2 separate regions of the Hordeum vulgare genome follow, and region 1 is linked to region 2. A link is a contact called in public Hi-C data. All regions are on one chromosome and are shown on one strand. Each heading gives the region's core, a stretch centred on a gene start, on an enhancer-like site or on the middle of the called end of the contact. The rest is flanking DNA. Distances are from core to core; before and after follow the strand shown.

Region 1 (2,700 bases), core at 188-2,687, 170 kb after region 2:
ACTAGACCTCTTTTTCTCTAGGTCCGCGCCGCAGGAAGGACTCGTCTCTGTTCGCACACAAGACTTGGAATTTTTGCATCATGTCATTTTCTGTCAATTTATTGTTCTGTGTCAGCGCTTCATTTCATTTATATGTCCCGGCACGTACTATCCCACCGGTATGTGGTTAACACTTATGCCACGCCTCTAACTGGACTATATTTTTTTCTCTCTGTGAAATTTAAAGTACATATAAGTTAAGTCCAATTTGATCAATTTTGATTAAAATTATCGAAAAAAATATATGAGCATCTACAATACCAAGCATGCATCATATGAAAATATATTTCAATGTGAATCTAATGATATTGTTTTCACGTAAAATCTTATCACCGTTAAAGGTCGTATCAAGCCACAAGTCGCAACAGTGTCTGGAACATTTCTAGATATAGATTGACTTTCACATATGTAAGTGGCGGCTTAATCCATGGTACACAAAAGATAATATTTTTTTTCTTTAAACGGAAGGTAAGATGAAATTGAAGTTACTGACCTTTTTTCAGGTTAAATGTGTGATAAGTCAATCTATATCTAGAGATTGCGTTTTTTCTAGTAGTGTCAGTATCTGCTTTATTTATCTTCCCCTCCCTTCTGGTGGTGTAGTTTTCAGTTTGTCCTATTTCTTTTTTCTTTGGCTACAACACGTTAGGCTGTAAGCCGTTCAAACATGTTTTTTTTTGCCATTTCTTACCTTTGTTGTTAGTTTGTCATCTTGGTTGGTCAAAGTATATAAGTTTTGTTTGAAGTCAATTTTATTTTTTCGACTTTTTCTTTTACAAACCTTTAACAAACCACAGAAAAACATAAGCACATACGTCAATTGTCACATTTCGAAGTCCTACCAAGCCACAGGTCGCAAACAGTTTTATTTTGACTTGCCACAAACATAAGCGGCGGCTTTTAGCAAGCTAGCAGCCCATGGTACACGCAGGACCATCGTTTTCGTCTCCTCGAAACGGAAGGCATGACGAAATTCAGTTTCGGACCCTCATCCACGCTCCTGATTATTACTAGTAAAATAAAATGTACGTATAACACATGTGAACAGCAGATTTTCTGATCCAACGGGAGCGCAAGGGCACGCCGCACGCGTGATTCCAGTCTAGATCGAGAGGAGCTACTATTCCCGCTATTTTTATAGCGCCACGTCGCGCGCGTCGGCCGGTACAACGCCATTGGCGACTTTCCGTCCAAAATTAATGAGTCGTTGAGCAAGTCAAGATTGACGATGGACCGACGTGCGTGATGGATCCACTGGTAAACTGTTGCAGCAAGCAAGCAAGCAAGCAAAAGCAGCCAGCGAATTAACGAGACAAGTCGATCGGTAACAACTATCAAGTGGTCAGTAACGAGAAGTCAGTCGAGTAGCCCACAACCCAACCCAACCTCTCCCGGCGCGGCTGCCTGCGCTTATAAAGGGCGTTATAAGCAGCTCGGAACGGGATGAGCTCCGCCGGGACGTAAGCAGATCAGAGCAAAAAGCAGCAGATAAAGGCCGTTATAAGTAGCGGCGCGTAGGACGTCGAGCGGAGGAGCGGCTGTGCTGTGGAGGAGAGATCGATGGCGATGGGCAGCGCGAGGAGCAGCCTGGAGATCGTGCCGCACAGCGGCGGCGACGTCGAGGTGCCGCCGGCGGACGTGCCGCGGCAGGACTCGCTCTACCGCGACGCCACCAGGCCCGCCCACGGCGGCCACCATGGACAGGTATGCATGCATGCATGCTTGGCGACGCCGTTGGTAGGACTTGCTGGCGCGTTGTTATCCTACCTCAGTAGTATCTATGTTCATCGCCGCGCCATGGCCACTCGGACTGCATGGTGCCATGGTCACCGTGTCCGCCTAGCGCCGTGGCTTCCGCCTCCCTAACCTGACGGCGAATGGCGGCAGCACCCACTGTGGGCTGTGGTTTCTCCCTCCGCTGACGCTGCTCCGTCAGATTAAGCTAGCATTCTCTCCTCCTTGTCGCGCGGTTATGTCGTACGTACGTAACTGAACCTACGACGTATGAACGGCACCACCACCGTGTTCCTGCCTCCGCGCCGGAGCTGAAGCAGCTGGGAGGAGGAGAAGATAGCGTGTGACCGATCGAGCATGGTGCTATTGCTACGTAGAGATAGGCAGCACGTTCCCAATCCTACCGCTGTTCGACGTTGTAGAACTAGTAAGTAACGGGATTTGTTCGACGTTGTTGAACTAGTAAGTAACGGGATTTGTCAGACCTACCGTACCGTTGTTTTCCACCACTTGGACTCCGTACTCGGCCGGGCATGCAGACTCAGTATGCATATGCATGACACTGTAAATGTTCCTATCACACTGTCGTCTCCGGTGCTGGATGGAGGAGGAACGAGCGGGCGTGTCACCGAGCATCGTGTGGTACGTGGAGATGAAGCATATAGCGCGTTCCTACTACTGTTGGACGTTGTAAAGGGAGCAAGGAGATTTCTCAGAGTTGCCGTCCGTTGTTTTCCACCACTTAGACTATTCGGGCAGACTAATCAAGTTGTTGTTCTTTATATTATTATATTATACACAACCTGCACCTGCATGTGCATACTCTAGCTTCTATTACTAGGTAGTAGAAGAATTGACATGTGGATCGATCCAAGTCCAAGCTTGATACTGTAAATGTTACTCCTACCTATCAAGTTGGTCTCTGCT
Region 2 (2,816 bases), core at 208-2,707:
ATTTACCATATGATGGAATATCACAGCATGAGTAGCTGGTTTCAAATTGGACTCCAGACCAGCTAAAATAATCCTACAGGATAAATGATGCAGGTAGCTAACTTGTGCTCCTCTGCGGGACTGATCACCTCTTGATGTTGTACCAGGCTGCCCAAGAGTAGAGAATTCAGCTGCCTTCATGGGTGACACATTTGCCCCTACAGGTTGATCAATACCAGATTGAGTTGGAGATCCTATAGTGTTCATTGCTGACAAGGGAGACGTAGGATTTGAAGCGTGAAAGCTTGGAGCATTTGGCACTGCAATAGCTGATGAAGAAGACACAGGGCCACCAACACTCACAGAACCGCCTTGGCCCATTGGTGCCTCGGCGGAGGAAACTGCACTAAGTAGAGATGGAATGAGGCTGTCCCATCTAAGGTGGCCACGAGCGCAGAGGCACTGCGTAGCAAAGAGCAGGAACTGAGATTGTGGAGCGTGGCTACTGCATTGCAGAACAAATGAGATGAGAACTGATTCCGTGACAGCCTGTAACTGCTCCTGGTCCTAAGAAAAAGGGAAATATAATCAATTACTTCTGTTTTTGCCCTGTGGTCAAAATGAATATTCGTGTAATGCTTCTGCTTACTGGAAACGGCATGCACAGCTCCTCAAAATCTGAAATGAACTGCTCGTCGCGGGGAGGCAGATCTCTGGTATGAGCAGACACTCTCTTCTGCAGCTTGTTCCTGAATAATCCGCATGGTCAGAGTACAGGACAGGTGCTATAAGACAATGTACAAGAAAGACAGCTACCACACCAGGGTTGCACGAGCTACTTCAAAATTGTCAGCATAATATGGAACTGAAGAAGGTATAATCTTCATTCGCTCAGCTAACGCCATGTGCAGTAATAATAAAACAAATAGCGGCACAAACATAATCCCATATCATCTATCATACCACCTCAACCAAACAATACTGTACTACGCACGAAATCCGACCCGATTTGAAGCCCACAGGAGAGGAAGCAACTTACGAGGTCTCCCTCGCCGGGTCCTCGACACGCTGCTTCGAGTTCACCTGCAAGGCCACGGGCACGCAGGGTCAGAACTAGGGTTTGGCGAGAGCATAGGGCGAAAGATTGGGGGGGGGGGGGGGGGGGAGGGATGGGCACGCACGCCGAGGTACAGGGTGAAGAGATCGGCGATTGCCGGGCGCGCCGGGTGCTGGAGGAGCTGCATCTGCCGCTGGTGCGGCAGCACCGCCGTGGCCGAGATCGCCGGCGACAGCGGCTGCCTCTGCCCGTGGCCCCCGTCCATCTCCGACGACGCGTCGCCGGCGAGTGGTGCGGCTGTCCGACCCCGACCGGGAGGGGAATGTCAGGAGTGAGGGTTTAGAAAGAGTGGAAGCAGCCTGGTGCCGCCGCGTTTGGGGAGAGAGATGGAACGGACGGCGTGATGTGTAACCCTGAGGTTTGAAGCCTGATCAGAGCCGCTGCTTCGGGCAGAGGCTGGAGGAACAGATAGGTGTCAACTGACAGGTAAAAATCTGGGTTGACCTCCCACACGACTTGTCACTCGTTCTTCCTCCTCCGTGACTCTCCTCCTCGTTTACCGCTTTATCAGCTTTCTTTCTTTCCTTTAATTATTTTTGGCGAGTGATCTATGTTGACGTGTCGGTTTAAATATGAATCCGTCGCATCTTGATTATCAGATATTGTCATCCTTTATCGTCAGATCTCCTCCCGTATCCCCAACCTTCAACCAACAAACGCGAGCCCTTCGTCGACCGTCCTCGTCCAAGCGCGGCGACGCTCCTTCCGTCGAGCTGTCCTTCTCCCGTCGCCCCCTCTCGTATGCCGTCCTCGTTGATCGTCCTCATCACTGGTCGTCACCCTCGTTGGTCGTCCTCGCTGCTAGTCGTCGTTATATCCGGTCATGGGCAGCCCGGCCCGACCCGACCTTGTCCACCTGCCGGGCTCAGGCCTGATAATCAAGCCCGGGTTCGGGCCGGGCCGGGCCCGAACCCATGAAATCTGATTTTACACCTACGTCGGGTTGGGCCGGGCCTGGGCTCAAAAATTAGGCCCGACGGTCGGGCCGGGCCGGGCTCGGGCCTGGGTTTTGTATCATGGGTTTTTTAGGCCCGGCCCGGGCCGAGATATGGCCACGTATAGTCGTTATTCTTATAGCTCATGTTGTTGTCGCTCGCCATCGTTGTCAAGCTCGCCGCTTGTAGCAGAGGCTGCCCTCGCCACAAGTCACCATTTCTCGTTGAAGCTTTTTCGCAAGCGGGTTGAAGCTTTCTCATTGTTGGTTGCATCTTTTCCAGAAGTCGATTGATGCTTTCGCGTCGTCGGTTGTAGTTGTTTCCTCCGGTCACTGGTGCTCGCAGCACCACGGGTTGCAGCTCTCGTGCATCACCGTTGTAGCTTTTCTAGAATACTAATGTAGCTTTTTTTTTCTTTGATTGTGGGTCGCAGCTTGATATGTCTCCAACGTATATATATTTTTTTATGTTTCCATGTTATTATCTTGTCAACTTTGGATGTTTTGTATGCATTTTATATCTTATTTGGGACTAACCTATTAACTCAGTGCCAAGTGTCAGTTCCTGTTTTTTCCGTGTTTTTGACCCTTTTCACATAAGAATATTAAACGGAGTCCAAACGGAATAAAATCTTCGGAATGATTTTTTCCGTAACAGAAGATACGCAGGGAACTTGAGAACCAAGGCAAAGGACTCCGGGGGAGGCCACAAGCCCCCTAGGCGCGGCCTGGGAGGGGGGCGCACCTAGCAGGCTTGTGCCCCCCGCTGGCTCCTTTACCCTACTT

The links. Hi-C and Micro-C count contacts between places; a contact is called where the count stands out from the background.
Region 1: a Hi-C map of leaf shows a contact between it and region 2, with 5 times the contacts expected there. The contact joins the promoter of LOC123404756 here to the promoter of LOC123402428 in region 2. A contact is called at or near these places in 4 of 6 Hi-C or Micro-C datasets (leaf and seedling).

The regions. Positions count from the first base shown.
Region 1 is chr6H:492,501,628-492,504,327 of MorexV3_pseudomolecules_assembly, forward strand. LOC123404756 (probable potassium transporter 16) reads left to right here and starts at 1,438. Exons shown (of 10, transcript XM_045098700.1): 1 at 1,438-1,743. The coding sequence starts at 1,600.
Region 2 is chr6H:492,327,776-492,330,591 of MorexV3_pseudomolecules_assembly, forward strand. It overlaps LOC123402428 (mediator of RNA polymerase II transcription subunit 23), which reads right to left and starts at 1,458. Exons shown (of 21, transcript XM_045096352.1): 1 at 1,161-1,458; 2 at 1,019-1,062; 3 at 629-728; 4 at 1-546. The coding sequence starts at 1,301.